Regions from separate parts of the Sus scrofa genome. Here region 1 is linked to region 2. The links are chromatin contacts, called in public HiChIP or PLAC-seq maps. All regions are on one chromosome and are shown on one strand. The core of a region is the stretch at or near the end of the contact, and the rest is flanking DNA. Distances in the headings are between cores, read along the strand shown.

Region 1 (6,010 bases), core at 736-3,235, 94 kb before region 2:
GGCTCAGTGGTTAACGAATCCAACTAGGAACCATGAGGTTGCGGGTTCCATCCCTGGCCTCACTCACAGTGGGTTAAGGATCTGGCGCAGCCGTGAGCTGTGGTGTAAGTCACAGATCTGGCTTGGATCTGGCGTTGCTGTGGCTGTGGTATAGGCTGGCAGCAATAGCTCTGATTAGACCCCTAGCCTGGGAACCTCCAAATGCCAAGGGTGCAGCCCTTTGAAAAAAATAATAAAAAAATAAAGAATACCCTTTTAGTAGTCTAAAAATTATCATTACCATACAAAATATCCTTGATTCTTCCAAATTAAACATCTAGGCATATATAACTACAGGCAAAATTTAAAATTAAAATTTTTTTTCTTGGCCACACCCACATGCAGAAGCTCCCAGGCCAGGGATCAAACTGTGCCACAGCAGCAACATGAGCCACTGCAGTGACACCACCAGAGCCTTAACCCACTGTGCCACAAGGGAACTCCAAATTAACACAGAGATTCTTAAGAAGGGTCATTTCATTTGTCCATGAACCCCCTTAAACTTTATAAAAGAAATCATTCAAGGACTACAGAAGAAAAAATTTCAGTCGATATTTGAACATTCGGAGAGAAAGTCAACAACCTACAGAAAGTAAAATTATAAGACTGACCCCTGGTGCAGTAGCACACAAAACTATTCAATAATGAATTGCCAAGGATTCCACATATGCCACAGGCAAAGATCTAGATGACATTTTAATCAACCACAGCTAACATTAACTAAAAGTACCTGTATTAATAAAAAAGCTAGCTCTTGCTTTGTTAATAAATTCAGTATTTAAACGTGGATGGAAAGTTGTTAAAGCTAGTTTTAAAAGCCCTACATACTTTGACAATTTTTTTAAAAGGATAGAAAAATGCCACAAAAATATTAAGCAATAGTTGATATTGCATTCTTAGAAGAGGAAACTCAGCAACTATTTTAAAATAGAATTATGTTGCATTTTTAAAAGTAGACTTTAAAGAAAACACTGTTCTTTCTCCCCAGCCTCCCTTTAGTAGTTAAAAGAGTTGAGAACTAATTACCATGCCAACTGGATGCCTTACTTACAAGAAAAAAAACACATCATACTGATACATGCTGGGTTTCAAAATAAAACACAATGTCAAGGGCATAAACTCCTTTCTAATAACCAGACAGCCAACCGAGAAACGGCACTAGACTAGGTTTTAAGGAATTTAGTAACCTTATATTAAGTATTAATGATAGCTGGATCTCGGCAGAGATTGTGAGAAAAGCCCTAAAAAACTTAAGGCAGAAATTCCCGTTGTGGCTCAGCAGGTTCCATCCCTGGCCTCATTTAGTGGGCTAAGGATCCAGCATTGCCATGAGTTGTGTGGTGTAGGTCACAGACTGGCTCAGATCCCACATTTCTGTGGCTGTTGTATAGGCTGGCAGCACAGCTCCGATTTGATCCCTAGCCTGGGAACCTCCATGTGCCATACACGGGTGCAGCCCTAAAAAGATAGAAAAAAAAAAAACCCAAAAAACCTTAAGGCAGATTTAATTTAGTATCTAAAGAACAGCAAGGGAGTAGGCTGAAACAATATGAAGTCATAGAAAAGCTTTTATAGGAAAACTTTAAATATCCATGCACAAAAGCAGCACTGTATGATTCTTTCTGATCACCTCATGAGACTCTTTTAAAGCAACAGTGCAATGAAATTAACAGACTAAACTCACAGCAGTCAGATATTTCTGGATGACAAGATCTCCTTACACTACTAAAGTCTGAAGACCCCCAAAGAAAGACTTTTAAATTTTAAAATATTTATCCATTTAAAAATGTAATAACCAGCCCTACAACATTACAAATAAGTTGCAAAAAGAAGAAAAACATCACCCCCCCAAAAAAACTGAGAAAAATGGCATTGTTTTACATTGTTACAAATCTCTTTTGATGTCTGGCTTAACAGAAGAAGGCTAGATTGTCTTACTTGCTTCTATTTCAACATACTACACTATGACGTATAGGTTAAATATATGAGGAAATCTAGACTTACTCAGATATATAGTTGCACAGGGAAGAAAAGTTTAACAGGCTTCTCAGGTAGTTACAGATAATCCTTTGATACTGTACCAAAACTCAACACACCATAGTTTCTTAAAAGTGTGTGGAATCTGAAACTATACCACTTGTCTGTTATATTAAAATCTAATGCTTTGTCTTGCACTTGTGCATAATTTTTTAACATCACAAGCATTGTCCACTTGTAAAATACGGATTCAATTAGGCAGATCTTCCAAACACTGACACATTTCATTAAACAATATCAAAAATCGGTCATTAATATTACTACCGATCTCATCTGAAAAATCTTTAAGTATTCAGAAGTATCCTATCAAACTCAGGATGGTAGATATATGTTTTCCAGAATTTTAATTTTTGCTTGAAACTCAAATTTTATCATGGACAACAAATGACTGTCTATTGAAGCAACAGATTCACTGTTCTTTTGAGAAAATGTCTGCCAAATACCCAAGTCTGAGTAGTCTGTCAGGAGCTCTTTCTAATAAAAATAATGTTCCATGAAAAGACCAGCTAGTTCAGCTTGAAACTCACATAACTACAGCAATACTTTTCCCCCAGAAAAACCACTGTGCTCTGTCTGGTCTGTAACAGAAGTGCCTGAGGGATACTTTCCATCCTGTCACACAGAATGTTCAACACGCATGTGCTCAAGAGTCAAGAATTTCAAGAGTAGAGACTTGATAAAATTAATTTTTACTACTTCATCAAAGACATTCTTAAGTAAAACTGGCATTTTCAAAACTGCTGGTGCATGGCAATTAAGATTATCATGACTACTGTACCATTTCGTGCCAAGGCCTTGATACACACTAAGATGCCAGTAGGTCTACTACCCACCATTGCTTTTGTACCATTGGTGTAAATGTCAACAAAGCGAAAAAAGTAAATATTGTCTTCGCATTATTATGGAAATAGTTTCAACTTCAGAAACCTTTTGAAAGATTTGAGGGGTTGCCAGACCACACTTCAAAATGGAATAAATGACCACTGTTCTGACAACTGTTACAGACCCCCTCTGACCAGAAAAATGCACACATGTACAACTGTACACACAACTTCAGAAGGTTCAAAAATCCTGTATTGCACACCCTAGCTTAAGAAAATTCCATTAGCAGAAAATTCAGTAAATATCCATGTTGGATTTAATTACTTTGAAACATCAGTCTACTAGGCTTTACAAACTCTAAACAAGTCACATTCCAACAACCTCAAACACTTTCACATAAACCAAAAGAAGCTCAGGAGTTCCCCTGTGGCACAGTGGGTTAAGGATCTGGCACTGTCAATGCAGTGGCTCCGGTCATTTCTGCAGCAAGGGTTCGACAGCTGGCCTGGGAACATCCACATGCCATGGTAGCTCAAACAAAAATTTTAAAAAACGAAACAAACAAAAAAATTTAATGAAAAAATTTAATTAAAAAGTAAAGGATAAAAAAAGAAGTAGCTCAAATTTTTAAGTAAATAAAATTAAACTAAAGAAACTTAAAAGTTTGAGGTTAAGAATCCCGGCTGCCCTATCCGCTCATGGATACATAGTAAATTAACCTTTCTAGCCCAGTTTCCTATCTACATGTAAAAACAACTGCATCTGCTTATTTCATAGCTTTATAAATTGATATATATAAATCACCTAAAACAGTACCTGGCACACAGTTAAGAAAACTAATTTACGTATTACTAACTAGACTTATACTTCTCTTTCCTTCTACCAAGGAAGCAACTTGAAGACTTTTTGATTATTTAATTTTAATTTCCATTGTCACCTAAGAGAAGGGAAAAAGAGATTACAGTTGAGGATGCTAACTAAAACATCTATCTCCAACCCTTCAATTTTCCTCTTTAACAGGATAAGAAGCTCAAAATAAAGTTTACCTTTCTTCTTACACTCAACTAAACTAGGCAAATACAGATGTATAAATACATTAATACATGGGAATCTTTTCACTGATCTAATAATAAACTATTTGCTTCAGTCTCATCATTCTGCTTATTCCACAATTTTCAAGAATTTAAAAATTCAGTTCACTGAAGGAGAGTATTAAGAAACATCCAGGTTTAATTTTTGGTTTATTTTAATAACCCGAGACAAAATGTGAGCTAAATGCTCTTTCAAAGCCATCATCTCTTGTAATTTTTTTTAACCAATAAAGGAGTAAGAAAACATTTTAGTATCTTAAAAGAAAACAAGGATACTGCCTAATACTAGATAAGTACGCTCATCCATGTTATTTAATGGGCAAAGTTACGCTACTTTAAGTGATTATACTGAAACAGTACCAGATTTCTGTTAGCAGTAGTGCTAGTGTTAAGAGAAAGGAGTGTCACATGTGATACAAGGTATGAATGTTAAGTAAAACTTTTGCTATGAGTCATTGGGTTTTGGAGTACAGCTGATGTGCCGATATTCTGAAATGTGCAAAAAATGGAGGTCCTACCATTTTTTTCCTATTAATTGACCCTTCTGTCTAAATCCAACATAACATGCATAATGCTCTAAGAAACACAAAACACAAATATTCTTATATTGTTTATATTGTAGCATTAGACATAATGAATGGATGTTAAACTATCAAATTTTATGTGATACCACAAAGGTTATTTGTCTCTTAAAATTTATTTATGTCCTTATTTGGGGAGTATTTAGACTCTTCCACTGCAATTTTTTTTCCCAAGAACCAGGTCACGAGTCTAAATCCTACCAAAAATAAACAGGAAATAAAGTGTTGAAAAGAAGCAATACATCTGGATCCAAGTATTACTAGCTTCATGTAATAAAATCATATCCTAAAATAATATCCTATGAAAGTTTTACACTGTCAAATATGGAGATGAAAAAATTATACTAACATTAAAATAATTAAAATTGCATTTACTACTAATATTAAATAGTGAAAACTTATATTAAAATAATCAAAATAATCATGTTCAATGGTTAGTTTTTTCCTTACTTTTTACGCAAAAATGACACTTCAGATTATCCACCTGTATCTGAATTTTTAATAGTTTATTTTCACAAGTTAAAATGCAACAAATTAAGAGATTATCAGACTGCTAGGGCAAAAAAATCATTAGGAAAAATTCCATACTTGTTTCAGCTAAAAATGATGAACTTGTTTTTTAGTTTTAGTTGAAATCGAGATTTTTAAAAACAATCAGGAGTTCCCACTGTGGCACAGTGGAAACAAATCTTATTAGTATCCATGAGGATGCAGGTTCAATCCCTGGCCTCACTCAGTGGGTTGGGGATCTGGCGTTTCCATGAGCTATGGTGTAGGTCACAGACACGGCTTGGACCCCATGCTGCTGTGGCTGTGGCACAGGCTGGCAGCTGTAGCTCTGATTTGACCCCCTAGCCTGGGAACTTCCATATGCCACAGGTGCGGCCCTTAAAAGAATAATAATAATATTTCTATCACTAAATAACAGAGAACTAGGAAGGGGTCAAGTGATGCAAACATAAGTGGGGCAGCATCGCCACAGGTTGATGATGTTGGGTGATGGAAGCTCATTACACTTCTCATGTACTGCCTGTAATGCTCAAAATCTCCATAACGAAGTTTTTGGGTTTTTTTAATGCAAAAAGAACTAGGCAAATTACAAAACAGGCAATTATTAGCTTCAGGAAAAATGAAGGGATGCAGAAGAAATGAGCAACCCTGCAGAGCATTGGATCAGCAGTAAACACGTGCATCGTCATAACAAAGTAAGCACTGACTTCTAATTTAACCGCAACATGTGATGTAATACTGGGGGGTATAAGGGCAATAATAAGAACAGCCTAATCTTCATCTACTAGGGAAGGAAATCAATTGGAAATGTCTAAAATTGATGAGAAATAGAAAACATTTTATTCACACAAAAAATGTAATTAAGCACAAGGGAATATAGCTAGAACAGTTCAACATAATTGCCTTTAGGGGAAGGGCTGGGAGGATCAG
Region 2 (6,687 bases), core at 1,387-3,886:
ACACACCAGGGTCTCCTGCCTGAAGGATGGGGTTCTGGAGGGGTCTGGACCATTCATTTCGTGGTTACCCCATGCAAGGGTTCCCTGGCTGCCCCAGGGCACTCACCCAGAGGATCATGCTGCTGCCTGCCGGCCCCACTGCCAAGCTGCCTGCCGTCTCAGATGCAAAAGGGTTTGCAGAAAAGGGGCAGCAGGAGGAAGAATTCAAATGACTCAGAGCAGAAGCATCATGACTGTTGGGCCTGAAAACTGGGGGAGCACCTTGGAGCATTATTTCCCTACAGATGCTCTATTCCTTAGTCTTGGTTTTCATCTGAAGATGGGGAAATTAACACCTAACTGAAAGCTGCATGTGTGTTTTTGTTTGTTTGTTTTTGCCATTTTAGGGCTGCACCCATGGTATATGGAAGTTCCTAGGCTAGGGATCAAATTGGAGCTGCAGATGCCAGCCTATACCACAACCACTGCAGCACAGGATCAAATCGGCATTTGCTACCTACACCACAGCTCACCTCAGTGCAGGATCCTTAATCCACTGAGCGGGGCCAGGCATCAAACCTGCATCCTCATGGATACTAGTCTGGTTGTTACTGCTGAGCCACAACAGGAACTCCTAAGCTGTGCATTTTAAACAGGAGACTTGTGTCAGGTCCAATACAGCTTATGGTGTGTTCCTATAGCCCCTGGCCCCCAAACTCCGCCCCCAGTGCTCTATGCTTTCCTTCAGCAAATATTTTGGCAAGTCTATAGCGTGCTTGTCAAGTTTACATACATTGCTTTAAAATCAGGGTCATTGACCAGGATACCAAAAACCCCACCCCAACTCAGGAGTCAAGATAAATCACATTTTGGTGGAATATCTAAAAAAATAAGAATTGGAGTTCCCGTCGTGGCGCTGTGGTTAACGAATCCGACTAGGAACCATGAGGTTGCGGGTTCTGTCCCTGCCCTTGCTCAGTGGGTTAATGATCCGGCGTTACCGTGAGCTGTGATGTAGGTTGCAGACGCGGCTCGGATCCCACGTTGCTGTGGCTCTGGTGTAGGCCAGTGGCTACAGCTCTGATTCGACCCCTAGCCTGGGAACCTCCATATGCCGTGGGAGCGGCCCAAGAAATAGCAAAATAAATAAATAAATAAATAAGAATTGACGCAAAAAAAAAAAGATGAAAATATCAGGATTTTAAGTAAAGATAAGGATATTGGTGTTAGTGATTTTATTTCTTTGGCCTCAGCTTCTCAGAGGCTTGGCCTGGCACTGCTAATCTTATTATACCCTTGGGGTAGGGCCATGTTGTAGGTTGTGACTCAAAAGAGCTCAGCACTGGCATTCCCATTGGGGCTCACCGGGTTGTGAACTTGACAACGAGTATCCACGAGGATGTGGGTGCAATCCCTGGCATCGCTCAGTGGGTTAAAAGATCCGGCATTGCCTCAAGCTGGGTGTAGATTGCAGATGCGGCTCAGATCTGGTGTTGCTGTGGCTGTGGTGTAGGCTGGCAGCTACAGCTCAGTTTAGAACCCCAAGCTCAGCATTTACTCTCCTAAAAGGTAGAGAAGGAATTTGAACCCCAGGACTATACAGTCTATGCTCCATGCTCAAGACTAGCCAACAGCCTAGTTTTGTGGAAGGACCAGGACACTCTGCCTTTTGTTTTTTGTTTTGTTTTTTAGGACCACACCCGTGGCATATGGAGGTTCCCAGGCTAGGGGTCCAATAGAAGATACAGTTCACATCAATGCCAGATGTTTAGCCATTGGGTGAAGCCAGGGATCAAACCCTCAACCTCATGGTTCCTGGTCAGATTCACTTCCCCTACGCCATGACGGAAGCTCTCTTGCTCAGCTGCTGAAATAACCGCATATCATAGGTGCCAGGAGATAATTCATGGAGTGCCCTGACGATATAAGTCACCATGAAGCCTAAAGTCATCGTGTTGGAGTCGGGGGTGGGGTGAGCAAACAGTGACTTCCGCTTGAATGCCAATGAGAAAGAATTAGCCTGACCTGGAGTCCTTAAAAGCCATGTAACCTTTCCTTTTAAATCTCTCAGCGGCAGAGCGCTTTTCTCTGGACCAAAGGTTGATCTTGGAATCACTGAAAGTAAAATACAATCTAAGAATCCTTTTGGAGAGCAAGAGTGTTTTACAAACTCAGGGGAGGTTTCTCCACGCTGTATTTATTTTTTTAAATTGCAATCAAGCCCCTAGAAATCTGAGTTTTGTTTCCAGTGCAGCAGGCTGACCGAAGGAGAAGGGGAGGCCTTTGGATGGGCGGCTGGAGGCATCTGGAATTGTTGTAGGGATCCGTTTTTCCAGGTCCGGGTGTAGACCAGTCTCCGTCCCGGCGAGGAGCCGGGGTGGCCACACCCTCCTCCCGCCTCATCGCTGCACGCGCACTGCCACCTACAGAGCTCGGGAGGCAAGTCAACTTCGTGCCCTGCCCTTCCCTCCTGTGGGACCCGCCTGGCCATGTGATGGAGTCCGATCCCGTTCCAGGGCCTGGACAGATTGCTGCGGAGGACTCCCCACTCATTACCATAACAGGGGCTTGATCTTTCCTTGGGCGGGTTGAAGACACACTAAAAATCAGGTCTCACTTTACCAATTTTATCTAGCTAACATTATCTCCCATCTCAACAAAGCCTCTGCATTTTGTTTTGGCTGCTGAGACTCCCTTCCAAAGGCCTCTTTAGTGCTCAGTACTTAACTTACTTCAGCAAGCTCTGGTTCTCTTTGCTTTATCGCAGATTGTCAAAATATAAAAAAAAAGTTGCTTGTATTTACTGAGGTCCCAGGCTCAATGTTATGTGTTTTACATGCGTCATTTTAACTTAGCCCAAATCCTTTAAACTAGGTACTGGAGTTTTCTCCCTGATGTAGATGTGGAAATAGGCTTAGAAACATTTTGTCCAAGGTCACTCAGCTAGTCAGCTGTGGTGCCGGATTTTAAATCCAGGTGGATTTTATTTTATTTTGCTTTATTTATATTTTTGTCTTTTTAGGGCCGAACCCGCAGCATATGGAAGAAGTTCCTTGGCTAGGGGTTGAATCAGGGCTGCAGCTGCCAGCCTATGCCACAGCAACATGGAATCTGAGCCTTGTCTGCCACCTACACCACAGCTCATAGCAATGCCAGATCCTTAACCCACTGAGTGAGAAGGGCCAGGGACGGAACCCAAGTCCTCATAGATACTAGTCTGGTTCATTACTGCTGAGCCAAAACAGTAATTCCAGATTTTATTTATTTATTTATTTATTTATTTATTTTTAAATTTTCCATTACAGTTGATTTACAATGTTCTGTCAATTTTTTCTGCACAGCAAAATGACCCAATTATACATATATATATATGTATATATATATGTATGTATATTCTTTTTCTCATATTCTATTATGTTCTATCCCAAGAGACTGGATATAGTTCCCTGTGCTGTACAGTAGACCTTATTGTGTTTTTTTGCTTTTCAGGGCCACGTCCTTGGCACATGGAAGTTCTCAGGCTAGGGGTTGATTCGGAGCTACAGCTACCAGCCCACACTGCAGCCACAGCAACACTGGATCTGAGCCTCATCTGCAACCTACACCACAGCTCATGGCATTGGCCGATACCTGATCCGCTGAGCAAGGCCAGGGATCGAACCCACATCCTCATGGATATTAGTTGGATACATTCCTGCTGCACCACAACAGGAACTCCAGGACCTTATTGTTTACCCATTCTAACTGTAATAGTTTGCATCTACTAATCCCAAACTCCCAGTCCATCCCACCTCCTCCCCCGCTCCTTTGGCAACTGCAAGTCTGTCCTTCATGTCTGTGATTCTGTTTCTGTTCTGTAGATATGTTCATCTGTGCTTTATTTTATTTTATTTTTCTGTCTTTTTGCCTTTTCTAGGGCCGCTCCCGAGGCATATGGAGGTTCCCAGGCTAGGGGTCGAATTGGAGCTGTAGTCGCCTGCCTACACCATAGCCACAGCAACGCCAGATCCGAGCTGCATCTGTGACCTACACCACAGTTCACAGCAACGCCAGATCCTTAACCCACTGAGCAAGGCCAGGGATTGAACCTGCAACCTCCTGGTTTCTAGTCGGATTCGTTAACCCCTGCGCCACAACGGGAACTCCGATTTGTGCCATATTTTAGATTCCACATATAAGTAATATGATATGGTATTCCTCTTTCTCTTTCTGACTTACCTCACTTAATATGAGAATCTCTAATAGCATCCATGTTGCTGCAAATGGCATTATTTTGTTCTTTATTATGGCTGAGTAGTATTCCATTGTGTATATGTACTACATCTTCTTAATCCATTCATCTATTGATGGACACTTAGGTCGTTTCCATGTCTTGGCTATTGTGACTAGTGCTGAAAGGAACATGGGGTGCATGTATCTTTTCAAATGAAAGTTTTGTCCTGTAACGCCAGGTAGATTTTAAATCTGGGCCTCACATCCTTATTCCCTAGAATCCTATCCCCTGAGAGACTCTAATCAGGCCCCATTCAATCTTCACATATTGAGCGTATTGAGCCAAGTACTCTGCTTAGGGCATCAAGTATTTTATCTTGTTTAATTGTTACAATAGCTCTGTAAAGTACATACAGATGATAAGACCATTTTACAAACAAAGAAAACTAGGCTCGAAGAAATGAATAGTCTTCTTCCACCGGCCATTGTGCCTGGATGCAATGCCTGGAAGTTGGGTAGGGCAGGCAGATGGTGAGAACTTGGATTACTGCTAATATTCTTGAGCCACTTTATTAGCCAGCCACCTGAAGCCACCCTGCCACTGGATTCCTTGTCATGAGAAAAGACACATACATATTTTCTACGGGTTTGACTTAGGGTTTCTGTTATTTGTGGATGAAAGCATGCCAGCAGATGTCAAGTATTCAAATACAGGCTTATCAGACCCTAGGAGTAACTGACATGTTTAATTCATCCATAATACATGTTTAATGTATTATGAAATTATTTAAAAAATTGCCAGTTCCCCAGGGGTAAGGAGACTTTCACCTGTGGAATCGTGCGTGTGATAGAAAGGATCAGGCGCCTAGGGTTTCATGTTGACTCTTCCTTAGGTTGTTTACTGCCTCACTAAGGACATAACACACCAGCAAATGAAAGAGTTAGAAAGAGTGAGACCCAAACAAATGGAACGGTCACGTCCGTGAATGTCTTCAAAAGTCTCAGAAAAAGTAGAAATTAAATAAATCTGGTTAATGGATACTCTGCAAAGATAAAAGTTTCAGATAAAACAGAGAAATGGCCCATGATTATGAACAGAAAATGCTTCTTTCAAAACTGGGTGTTCATTCCACTTGCTCCAGCCCCATCTAGAGCCTAGTGAAAAGAGCAGTGGCATTTGGCAGCACAGAGGGACAAACGGGCCACTACCTGCTGTGACTGGGGGATGACATAGTTGGCTTTATAACAGAAACAGGCTATTTAATGATATCCCCTTGATTTTTTTTTTTTTTTTGGCCCTGCCCACAGCATGCAGAAGTTCCTGGGCCAGGGATCCAACCCGAACCATAGCAGTGACCCAAGCCACAGCAGTGGCAATACCAGGTCCTTAACCTTCTGAGTCACCAGGGAACTCCTTGTTTTTTTATTTTTAAAGAGATAAGACTCATGGAAGTTTATTTTATAGTATAACCACACAGAACCTTCTTTTGATGATTGAGCAGGATTTCTCCTTTAGAAGCATCCAGAGTCAAGTTCTATGTTGCAAGCAGTGAAGAACAAACTAAAATGGAGTCCCTTATGTCAGGGACAAAATGGAGGTGGTCAATGCAGGTGCATGAAGGAAACTTAACCTTATTGGAAGTTACAGCTCTTCTCAGAAATCAGCAGAGGACACCAGCCCATCCCCAAATGCCAAGTCTGCTCATGCCATCTCTGAATTTACCTTTTCCCCTGACTTAGCTACCTTGATCCCAGTAAGAAAGAAAACCACCAGGCAACCTATCCACTGCTAAAGCCAAATAATTTCTATATTTAAATCCTATAGCCTGTGACCAGAAACTCATCACTTGTGTAGCCCCAAGTTTCCCAAATTGCAAGTCAAAAGTCTTGCAATAAATTCACCTTCTTAATCTGTGCAGGGTTTGGATTTTGACAGTTGTGTTGAAAAATAATGGTTTTAGGCTGATGGTGTGCTAAATGTGACCACTTTGACTGAATAAGAATCCCTGGGGGCAAAAAAAAAGGAGAGAGGGAGAATCGCTGAGAACACATTTTAATAGCTTGGGGAAATAAGCCATTAAACATTACCTTGCAGGCTTCTAAGTAAAGGGCTTTGATGGTCTTTCTCCTGGGGAATGAAGGGCCTGCAGGACAGGTGGGCTGGACCAGTTCTGATACATAATAGAGGACTCGAGAGCCATCTTTCTGACAAGCTTCCTGTCATTTATTTATTTTCATTTTTTATTACTCAATGAATTTTATTACATTTATAGTTGTACAATGATCAAGCTTCCTTTTAGATAAGACATACTACTGTCTTGTCCTGTCTTCATTTAGCAATTTATATATATACACATATACACTCTTTTTAAAAAACATATTCTTGGGAGTTCCCTTCGTGGCTTGGTGCTTAAGGAACTGGACTAGGATCCAGGAGGATACGGGTTCGATTCCTGGCCTTTCTCAGTGAGTTAAGGATCTGGCAGTTGCCATGAG

What was found. HiChIP or PLAC-seq counts read pairs in DNA pulled down with a chosen protein or histone mark.
Region 1: an H3K27ac HiChIP or PLAC-seq map of alveolar macrophages shows a contact between it and region 2. The contact joins two enhancer-like sites. A contact is called at or near these places in 2 of 47 Hi-C or Micro-C datasets (embryonic fibroblasts and liver) and 1 of 2 datasets of contacts at active chromatin or transcription factors (alveolar macrophages).

Annotation. Positions count from the first base shown.
Region 1 is chr14:10,201,721-10,207,730 of Sscrofa11.1, reverse strand. All of the region lies in intron 2 of PPP2R2A (protein phosphatase 2 regulatory subunit Balpha), which reads right to left. Among named protein-coding and RNA genes, the nearest start is that of PPP2R2A, 9.3 kb to the right of the region's middle. Within about 2 kb of position 1,985, at least 1 of the 83 cell types and tissues checked has an H3K27ac peak or open chromatin away from gene starts, as enhancers often do. A contact at or near this core is called in alveolar macrophages, where this site is marked.
Region 2 is chr14:10,107,595-10,114,281 of Sscrofa11.1, reverse strand. No RefSeq gene overlaps it. Among named protein-coding and RNA genes, the nearest start is that of EBF2, 83 kb to the right of the region's middle. Within about 2 kb of position 2,636, at least 20 of the 83 cell types and tissues checked have an H3K27ac peak or open chromatin away from gene starts, as enhancers often do. A contact at or near this core is called in alveolar macrophages, where this site is marked.